Linked DNA regions of Capsicum annuum: region 2 is linked to region 1. The links are chromatin contacts, called in public Hi-C maps. All regions are on one chromosome and are shown on one strand. Each heading gives the region's core, a stretch centred on a gene start, on an enhancer-like site or on the middle of the called end of the contact. The rest is flanking DNA. Distances are from core to core; before and after follow the strand shown.

Region 1 (5,664 bases), core at 2,061-4,560:
TCAATGATCATTGGTAATAGTTGTACAAGAAGTAAATCATCTCCCTATGGATGTATTTTCTAACTCCTATATTTCTGAGTGCATTTGCTACATCTGTTTCATCTATTATTGTAGGTCAAAACTCCTATACTCTTCTTGCTAGGTGCCAAGGACCTCCGTGTACCAATATAGACAAGCTTGTAAGTAAGATTTAATATAATCTTCCTATTTCTTTTATCAAGCACAAGTTTATGTTTCATTATCAACATGATATTGGCAGGTCTATATTCTGCTTTATGGGGACTCTTGGTCTGCCATTGCTATTGTGGATAGCCTTAGAATAGGGGTAGTTGATTTCCATTTATCTGGGGGTGGATTCCAATGCCAACTTCTTGGAGCTTTAATGAAACTTCCAATCGTAAATGATATCTCCTTCCACCCTTCATTTAATGCTGGTTCAGGGATAATTAAAACAGATCTTCCTCCACTATTTGATGATACAATACTCAGGAATCTCCCAAATTGATTATGTTTTCTATTGTAGAAATGCTCTGCATCTTGATTGTATTACCACAAAGTGGAATTTGGAAAGGGTAAAGTGTACTCAATCACCACCTCAAATGACTGGAGAGGCTGTTCTGAACAAACAGCATATATGGTGTTTACCAAAAAATTTAACTTCTCTGCTTACAAAACTAACAAGTAAAACGTTGGCAGAACATAAGAGGATTTATGACATTGAGTTCCTGACCTAAAGAAAAATTATGCATAGTTACTTTTTTTTACCTCCCAGATTACTTAACCTCTAATCTGCTGTTTGAGTCTGCCACTGTTTTAGGCAGCATATGTTAAATGTCAAAATTTGATATCTGAGGCCTACACTACTGTGACAAATTCATAATGTAGGAGAAGGTGATCCAATGTCCAAGTCACCAAAATCTTATTTATTACTTATCTGCAGAGAGGAGCAGATAAGAAAAAGATGGAGAGACAGGACAAGAGTGGCAGAAAGAGAAACAAAAACTGCTCTGCGAAAACCAATATGAGGAAGAGAGGTATTAGCGTGACTAAAGGCATGAGATGGAACAAATAGAAGTTTTTGCAGAAAGAGTCTATGGAAGTAAGTCATTTTGAAATTTCTTTATCAGAGGTACCTCATTCTATGGATTTAGGCAGAAAACTGAGTTCATTTGCTCCATTACCTCCTGCAGGCAAAAAGAATGGGACTTAAAGAAGAAATGCGCTGAGATTAAAAGGTTGCTAGCTTTAAAGCGGCTAATGTAATGAATTGCCCGAAGAATATTGGCGAAAGAATCAATAGTGGTAAGGTAATGGATTGTCGTAGATTTAATGATCCATTACTACTTTGATTTGCTTTACTTGACTCTAGGGTCTTTCAAAACAACTTCTAAATCTCCCTCCAGGAGGTAGGGGTAAGGTGTAGTTACACTATATTCTCCCCAAATCTCAGTTTATAAGATTTCACGGGATATATTATTGTAGATTTGATGATCCATTACTACATTTATTTTCTTTAATTGAGTCGATGATCTTTCGAAAACAATCTCTTCCTCCATGAGATAGGGATAAGGTCTATATACACACACTCTATTTTCTCCAAATCTTACTTTATTGATTTCACGGCATATATTGTTGTTGTTGTTGTTGTCATTGTAAATTTGATGATCCATTACTATGTTGATTTGCTTCACTTGAGTTGAGGGTCTTTTGAAAACAACATCTCTATCTCACTCCAAGAGGTTGGGGTAAGGTCTGCATATACACTCTATTTCCCCCAAACCTCACAATGTGATTACACGGGATATGTTGTTATCACCGTAAATTTGATGATCAAATGGCTGTAATACAGGATGCTGGAACATGAAAATGGATTGGGAAAACAATTTAGCAACAGTAAGTATACATTCAATCAAAGATTTGATGATCCATTACTGCATTGATTTGCTTCACCAGACCCAAGGCTCTTTCATAAACAACCTCTCTATCTCCTTCAAAGAAGTAGGGGTAAGGGCTACATATGTACACTCTATTCTCCCTAAATCTTACTTTATGTGATTACATGGGACATGTTGTTGTTATCATAGATTTGATGATCCAATGCCTCTAATACAGGATGCTGGAACATGAAAATGGATCAAGAAAACAACTTGGTAGAAGATTGACATGAAATCCTTGGCAGAATCACTGAGATATCACATGAAGAGAGACGTCAAAATTTTGACTGTGAATGACGGAGGCGTTGTTTACTATTGAAGCAGAACGGTGACTGGAAATTATTTGTATCATACTACAGAGGTGTTCAGTGATGAAAATCCAAATGGTTCCATTGTTCTGTGAACAATTCTGGTAAGTGTTTAGAAACTTTTCTAGAAGTATTATTGTAATTGCAAATACTCATGATTGATTTCATATATTAGCAAAATTAATGCATGCACAACCTACTGCTTTTCTACATTCTTATTATTTCGCATTTTTTTTAATGTTATAAAGTGTGTTTCTTTGTTTTTCCCCTTCTGCATTCGGAAAGAGCTAAAGTAGTAATTCTTATTTGGGATTTTAGAAAAAGATGTGTAAAGTGCTTTGTTCTGATCATTCTGGTGATTTTCTCAAACATGTTGATATGCAAATCAATATTCTTGGTGTCTATGTTGCTCGGACTCTTTCGATCTGTTATAGGATGTGGATCCTCTAAAATTAGTATACCTCTGGAGGATCCAACACAGTTGTGGTAATATTTTTTTAGAGTTTGAACAACATATCTTGGTGTAACCTTTTTTTGCTTTTTTCTTCTTAAAAATTGCATTTTTCATATCATTGTATATTTATTGTTTGCAATATTATAATATGAAATAAGCAAAGTCACAGATTACTCAAACATAAAGTTTATAGGATACCTGAGAAGTTTGTGAAGTAGTGATTTACTTGTATGTAATTGATAGTTGAGATTTACGCAAATTAAAGTTTGTGGCCTTAAATTAAAGTTGTGTCAAATGTACCAAAATACCCTTTAATCTTGTGGTCCTAAACATGCCATGTGGAAAGTTGAAATTAAAGTATTGCCAAAAAAGGAAAGGAGTATTCTTTTTTAAACGTACTAAAAAGGAAAGTAGGTCATTCTTTTTCAAACGGAGGGAGTAATACAAATACAAAGTAAAAAATCTAAAACTCTCAACACTTAGTCTTTGATAAAAATAATAATCAAGCCCATTTCAACGTCAGCGTCCTCTTTTACAGTCACTGTCCAGACCCAAGGTGGATGCTGCATCTGTATTTGCTCGATGGCTTATTTCTGAGTTCTTGGAGTGTCCTCTAGTATGTATGATTAATAATGTGCAAGTAATGAACAAGTGGCAGGAGGTGCTTATAGTGTCGTCGTCGTGTTATTGACGTTTTGTCGACTCTAATCTATGTTTGAGGGGAAAACTCGAATAACCGGGGGACCTATGCTAGCAAGGCAACAACCATAGATGACTTGTGTGCGTAACTGATGAACTTTAAGCTATTACACATTATATTTTCAGGGATTGTATCTTCTTGTTTAATCATATTTGATAGGAATATGTTGACCTTTTTGTTTGAGAATTAATACTCTGCGAATCATTGTCCCATTAGTTGAAGAGGTTTCTCCATTGTGGTGTAATTGTGATTACCAAAAAGTATTAAGGACTATCCTATAAAGCTTGGAGGATGTTCGAATAATCTATTTCTCGAAATATGCTAATTTGATATGTTAATCTTTTGTTAAACCATGTGGAATCAACTTTATTAGAACTATGATAAATACTATGTATAGAACTTGCGGTATGTATCTTGCAACTCGCAACTTGCGGAATATTACATGTGGAATCAACTTGGAATATTAGATGTGTGGGTCTATTTTGCAAGGTTCAGTCAGATCTTGTAACCTTTTTCGATGGAAAATACTTTCAAGTAGTTTTATGTTTTAATATATTTATGTTTTACAACCTTATAATTCGAATTGAAATCAATCTAACGTATCGGACATAATCAATTCTTAATGTTGGGCCTGTACTGTCATGGGCCGTGCTCCTCTAGTAGTCACATAACATATGATGATACTGTTACAAGACGTATAATTCAATTCCATGTCAATTTGGATTGTGTTTATAAAATAATATGTCTAACCGGTCATCTTCTAATAAATATGACATCAAACTATTGTAATTACATGAGCACTTTTTCCTCATATCTTCTAATAAATATGACATCAAACTATTGTAATTACATGAGCACTTTTTCCTCATATGTTAATAATTTGAGAATTTTCTGATTATTAAATATTAGTATTAGTATTCATGCGACGTACGAATAATATTTAACAAAAATAAATTTGCAAATTTATCAAATAAATAAATGGGCATAAAATTTTTCTCTGTGTCAACCAACCAAGACTATTGAAGTGTGGTTCCGTTGAGGTTGATGATTATCCATCGTTTAACATCATCAGTTGTTTGAGAGTGAATATTGTTGGTGATTCAAAGTGTTGTACTCAACTTTTTTAGGTCATTTTCACGAGTTTTATTCAACTTACTTCACATTTCATGGATTATTACTTTAAACTTTTTTTTTTTAATACCAAATAGGAATCCAAAATGAAAATAAGAATACTCGGATATTTTTAAGATATAAAAGTCATAACTAAGAGCATTTTTGGATTGAATTATTTTAAGTGTTTTTAAATCAATAAAATTTTAAGCATTTTTTTTGTAGTATTTAGGTAAAACAAAAAAATATTTATAAGTTGGTTTTAACTCAAATCAAAAATTTAAAATCATACCTTATTATTTTTGTTTATAAGTCAAATGTCAATTCAAACACCCTCTATAACTTTATTCCACAGTGTATAACAAAATATATCATATTAAAATTTTCTTCATTTAAAATTTCAAAAAGTGCTTGTTGGAATTTGTCAAAAATCAAATAAATTAGCAAAACCATAGTGGCTTTATTCAAAACTCATCCAGTCAATTATAGTGAGAAAAACAATACTTCAATCGTTATTAGATACAAATTCAATTATATATTTTAATTATATCAAAGAACCAAGACATTGAATTCAACTATCAAATAAAAGATTGAACTTTCAAATATTTAAATTGAAAACATATTTAAAAATAAAAAATTTTCACTATTTATATTTAACTAACTTTACGTTTCATGGATTATTACTTTAAACTTATTTTTTATTACCAAATAGGAATCCAAAATGAAAATATGGATACTCGGATATTTTTAAGATATAAGTCATAACTAAGCGCATGTTTAGATTGACATGTTTTAAGTGTTTTTAGACCAATAAAAAATTTAAATATTTTTTGCAGTATGTATGTACAATAAAAAAGTATTTATAAGCACTTAGTTTTAAGTTAAATAAAAAAATTAAAAATCCTACCTTATTAATTTCTCTTAGAAGTCAAAATTCAATTCGAACACCCTCTAAAAATTTGTTCCCACAGTATATAACAAAATATATCATACTAAATTCCTTCATCTGAAATTTCAAAAAGTTGGAATTTGTCAAAATCAAATAAATTAAGAAAATTATATTGACTTTATTCAAAACTCATTCAATCATATATAGTGAGACAGACAATAATTCAATTGTTATTGGATGCAAATTCAATTAGATATTTTAGTTATATC
Region 2 (5,664 bases), core at 1,677-4,176, 69 kb before region 1:
CTCCTAGGTACTCCTCCCTATTCTTCCGCTTCTCCTCCTCATTCTTACTCTCACCCAACTTTGCGTAAGCCCTCTTCTTAGCCTCCCCCTTCCCTTTAACCTCTCCACTCCACCTCTAGTTCCCTCGGTGCTTGTCAGATCTACCTCTCGAGACACCCAACACCTCTCTAGCCGTCTCGCTAATGCAACTGACAGTCTTATCCCACGTACTATCAACATCCCCTTTACTCTCTCAAGCTCTTCTCCCTGTCAACTTCTCCCCCATCTCAAGCTCACTGTCCAAAGTCAGGCTACCTCGTCTAATCCTTGGCATATCATCCTCATCTCTCCTCCTCTTCTTGAGCTCCAAGTCCATCACCAAAAGCCTATGCTGGGTCGAAATATTCTCACTAGGTGAAACCTTACAATCTTTACAAAAAACCCTATCACCCTTCCTAAGGAGCAAAAAGTCAATCGAGTCTTGAGTCTTGGCCACCGAACTACAGAAGGTAACCAACTGAACCTCCTTTGGGAAGTTCAAATTAACTATCAACAACCCAAAAGCCCGAGCAAAATCCAAAAGGGCAACTCCTTCATTCATTCCTTACACTGAACCCTAAGCCTCCATGCACATCGTCATAACCCCTCAAAGAAGACCCTATGTGCCCATTGAAATCCCTTCCTATAAAAAACTTCTCATTGCTGGGAACACCCCTCACCATCTCATCCAAAGCCTCCCAAAAACTCTTCTTCTCATCCTCATCCAAGCCATCCAAGCCTACATGTGGGGTATACACACTAATAATGTTCAACGAAGACCCATCCAAGCCTTCACATTAATAAATTATTATCTTCACAAAGAAATGACGTGTCCAGATTTGCGTGAGGAAACATTAAAACATGCATCTGGTGGATGCAAACATAGATTTAGCATAACACTCAGATCAACTTTTATTTGTTCAATGTAATTAATTAAGGAAATGGTAATTCCCAACTAAAGCAGCAATAGCCACACTATGTTTGCCCAAATGTGTGAAAGAAATATAAAAAGTAGATATCTACTAATCTTGTGACAAGGAAGGGTGTAGAGATACACATGCAATCTATTGATCATGTAGATACACATACAATCTATTGATCATTCTATGTCTCATCATCCGCAACCATTCTCTTGAGGCTCACGCCCTTCATCATATTGAGAATAGATCAGATCAGTTGAACATAAATCCCTTTTAGTTCATTTATTCTCATCTTAAAGAACATTCCATAAGCCACTACTAGAAAACCTCTCTTAATATTATTTGTAGCAGCTAACTGACCTAACAAGTTCTCCGTGCAAATCCGTGATGTCAACCCTGTAAGGGACGATGAGCTATGCCAAATCTTTTCAATTTTTCCATGATAATTCCACAAGGTGGTTCTGTTTCTGCTTGTAACTTTGATGGAAATTCTGACATGAGTGAGGTTGAGAGACTTGCAGAAAGAAGGAAAACACCAAGACTTCTCTGCCGGAAGCCGCGCTTGATGAGAATGTCAGCACAATGTTCTCATAATTAATGACATAAATTTCCTGGAATTAGATTATCCACTGTTAACTTAAGGAAGTCCTGTATTTTTTGAGGCATAAAAATATTTGAGACCATGTTGCTATGATCTTTTTCTTATGGGCAAGTCATGTGTTGTTTGGCACAATCCACTCACCTACTATTGTCCATCCTCCCAATGTATAAATGTAAATCAGGCTGCAGCCTTCTTTCCTTTCTGGTGCAATCTAATATTGGGCTTGGCACCTCCCTGACGTCCCCATCTGTGGCCCCTATTAAATTCCTGTAATTTGGCTTCAGCTCTCTTTTACATTTACCTGTTGTCCATAAGTCAACTAAAAGATGGTATCTATGTATGCAGGACTCAGGCCGAGACCGGTGGAGGCTTTTCACATGTGGAATAAGTTGTGTTATATGCAGCTCTTATGAGTAGAGTGCTTTCTCTATTAGATGTACACTGCAGTGGAACTTATACCCGGGAATAATTAGATAATTTACTGAAGTCTGCACTGCATTTCTCAGGAAAATGCTGATTTTAGAGTAGATTTGAAGAGTTTTCTTGCTGGAAACTGGTAGCTTAAACAAACAGTTACGGGGCACTAACCTCATATTTATAATTGCAAATATATGCACCTTTTGGAGACTAGGGTGATCCACAGGTATTGTAAGTACTTCTATTGTGCATCTTTTCTGAGATGCAGTACTTGAAAACTCCACCCGACTTCTATTTCCCCCTGCATGCCTATGATTTCGTCAGCCTCAGCCGTATGGAGAGTAAATTTCTGCAACCATTCGTTCTACTTCTAGATTCATGATGTTACTCATATCAGGATGCCTCAAATGAGTTTTGAGAAGTGGTTGTTGCCTTACATTTCATAATATCTATGTTGCTTGTGGATATGCTATTTAAACCAGCAAAAGCCAGATTCCAGAGGCCTTCATTTGCATATCTGAGAAACGGATGGCTCAATATTTGGACGACTCGGGAAAAAGAATAAAAAGAAACAAGTTTAAGTTTGTTCTTTCATGGTTTTCATATCTTCGCAAGGTCTTGAAAAAAATTCTTTTATATTTCAGTCTATAAATGATTGAATTGTTAATTGCCATTTGGGCTAATTTCCTAATTGTCAGGAGAGTTATGGTAATGCCTTGCTTCTCTTCTTGATTATGACATGTTCCATGAGTCAAGTGGAAAATATTGTCCGTCTGCTCATTAATGGTCCAGTTACGAGTTCTATCATAAAAAGATCAACATATCGAGAGGAAGAAAATAACACGCAGAGCGATGGAGAAATAAAGAGGAAGAGGGGTGGAAAAAACTGATGGGACCGTGGGGTTACAAGGTGCAAAAAAGGTTTAACCTATCGCAAAGATACTCAAGACGTCTTTAGTCAACACTAAGGTTTAACCTATCGCAAAGATACTCAAGACGTCTTTAGTCAACACTTTTTATCATTTGAACACAGGTAGTAGTGTGTGACTCTTATCATTTTAATATTATTATGGATTTGACAATTGGTGTGAATTTCACATCAAATAGGCACTTCAAGAATTTAAGCAAACAGTTCTTTTTTATTTTATTCTTTTACCTTCTTTTTCGTTTTTGCTTCTTCTTTACTCTTTTTCTCTTCCTTCTCCACTTAATCCTCCTATTATTTCTACCCTGGTCACCGAAAAATTAACAACGCGACCATTCTTTGAGATGTGGCATTTCTTTTATAAAAAAAAAAAAATCAAAATCAGAAAATGAATTTTAAGTTCTTTTCTTTTTTTATTTCAAAAAAAGAAAAGAATTCAGTCGGAAGGGATAAAAATGCGTTCATCCCCCATTTGTAGTATGAAGTTATTTGAAAATTTTGAGAAAGTTTGAAAAGAAATTCAGCAAATGAGGTGTTTATTTAGAAGGGGGAAGGAGGGACTGAAGAGGTGGGATTGCTTAGAAAATAATTTCTTTTATTTTTAGTTTTGATTGAAAATATCTTCTTTTTCTCTCATAATTCATTTTTAATTATGATTTTAGATGAAATGCCACGTGTCTTCATTTAATTCACCATTTTGACATGCCATGGGCGAGTGTAGTGCACACTCTTTATATAGTTTGGGTTGACTCAACGAAAAGTGTCATAATCAAGTATTTTTAAGTGTTTAAATGATACAAATTTTCGTAAAGATGTTTTAAGTGAAAGATATTCATTTTAGTGTCTCCCAATGGATTTAGCCTACAAAAAAATGTGTCATATGGACACACGAACGACAATATGCTTCTCTCTCCCCTTTTTTTTTTGGGATCTATTTCAAAAATGGAAAAGGATTGAAATACCTTCCGAAGGTCCTTAGTTAAATCTTTTGAAAAATTTTATTGTATGTTTTAGGCGAGAATCTAGAAAAATATTCTTTTTTAAAAATAAATTTGGGTAGAAAATCCTTTTATGTAAAAGAAAAAATTATCTAAAAAAATAACTTAAGTTACAAAACTACTAAAATTTCCTTCAATTTAAAAATATTACAAATATCCCAACATTTAGTATTTTTACTAAAACTTGAGATACATGTTAAAGATCCCCTCATCCTACGCCCTTACTTTACCAAATTAAGAACCGTTTCTTTCTTATTTTACGCCATTATTTCAACGGTGGGTTTAATCCCATCTTTTCCTCTAATTCATACTTTTGAATTAAGGTAAATTTCTCCCTAAAATCATATTCAATTTCTTCTAATCTGTCTGACAATTTTTTTTTTTTCAAAAAGCAATAATTTGACATTATTTTTACAAAGTGATTTTTCGGTGATATTGTTAAACAAATCTTTGATTATAATTTTTTTTAATCTATATTGTTTGAATTAATATAATGAATAGAGATTCAAAACCATCTTTTAGTCTTGGATATCTCAATTAGACATTATCAAACAATATGAAGAAGTTGTAAACTTTGTCCTGATAGTTTTGACTACGAAATGATGGTTTCAATGAAAATAGATCCAAGCATAGAAACGATCCATATACTATGAAGAAATTGCAGGAAAGGCATGCCAAGAAGGATAAGAAAAAAGTTCATGTTTCTAAGAAGAGATGATCTAACAATTCCCGAGGTAAAGTTTCCGTTAAAAAAATAAGAGTTGTTGAAGTTATTTCTAGGGATGAGCTTCCAAAGGTATTTACATGTTTAGATTTGGGCATTATTAGGCCGAGATTCATATTTTGATGTACAAGATACATTTTAAATTTCTTGTATATCTGATTATTTGTTTATGCTTTTATATCTATCTCGTGTTTATTAAGTTTTATTGAAATAAGCATACCAAAAGATACATGTTTATAAGTTTAAAGGTACATATTATGTTATTTTGTATCACAAAAAAGTGAGTTCTCTATTTATATATTTATATGTATCTCGTGTTGTTTAAATTTTATTGAAATAAGCATACCAAAAGATACATGTTTGTAAGCTCAAAGATACATATTGTATTTTTTTGTATATATGGTTCTCTGTTTAGGCGTTTAAATGTATCTTGTATTTTTTTTTTAAAGTATTATTGGAATAAGCATACAAAAGATACATGTTTGTAAGATTAAAGATACATATTGTATTATCTTGTATATCTGGTTTTCTATTTATGCATTTATATGTATCTATTTTTTTTGTTTTAGTGAAATAACCATACAAAATATACATGCTATTAAGTTTAAAGATACATATTGTGTTATCTCGTATCTCTAGTTCTCTGTTTATATATTTATATGTATCTCTTACTCTGTGTTATTGTAGATGTATGTATCTCTTGTTATTTTATTATTTTGATATATATTTTTTTGTCAGGAATTCCAACTCCTCCGCAATAGGTGTAGCAGGCATCAAAGCCAAAAAGAAGAACCTGTCTGCTAGTCACAATTCTTCAAACAACACACAAACAGAAAGCAAATCCCAAAATTCTCAATAATATTTGAACAATCAAAATAATTCTTCGAGTGTTGTGAGAAGGGGTATGTTAGTATTAGCTTGACATCTCTCTATTTTGAGAAATTAAATTGGTATATATTTGTAGTTCAAATATAGAAAAAATTATAGGCAAAAATCAAAAAATAACAAAGAAGAGCTCTGTGAAAAATTGAAGGTTAGATCAATTTCTATTGCTGGTATTT

Evidence for each region. Hi-C and Micro-C count contacts between places; a contact is called where the count stands out from the background.
Region 2: a contact with region 1 is called in a Hi-C map of bud, with 2.6 times the contacts expected there. The contact joins two enhancer-like sites. A contact is called at or near these places in 2 of 5 Hi-C or Micro-C datasets (bud and placenta).

What each region holds. Positions count from the first base shown.
Region 1 is chr8:84,053,782-84,059,445 of UCD10Xv1.1, reverse strand. It overlaps LOC107838938 (a long non-coding RNA gene), which reads left to right. Exons shown (of 9, transcript XR_001664906.2): 4 at 115-179; 5 at 941-1,099; 6 at 1,191-1,307; 7 at 1,850-2,004; 8 at 2,113-2,346; 9 at 3,235-3,746. Among protein-coding and RNA genes, the nearest start is that of LOC107838938, 5.9 kb to the left of the region's middle. Within about 2 kb of position 3,310, at least 3 of the 5 cell types and tissues checked have an H3K27ac peak or open chromatin away from gene starts, as enhancers often do. A contact at or near this core is called in bud, where this site is marked.
Region 2 is chr8:84,122,338-84,128,001 of UCD10Xv1.1, reverse strand. It overlaps LOC107838936 (PITH domain-containing protein 1), which reads left to right. Exons shown (of 9, transcript XM_016682229.2): 9 at 1,885-2,169. The coding sequence ends at 1,927. Among protein-coding and RNA genes, the nearest start is that of LOC124886735, 4.6 kb to the right of the region's middle. Within about 2 kb of position 2,926, at least 5 of the 5 cell types and tissues checked have an H3K27ac peak or open chromatin away from gene starts, as enhancers often do. A contact at or near this core is called in bud, where this site is marked.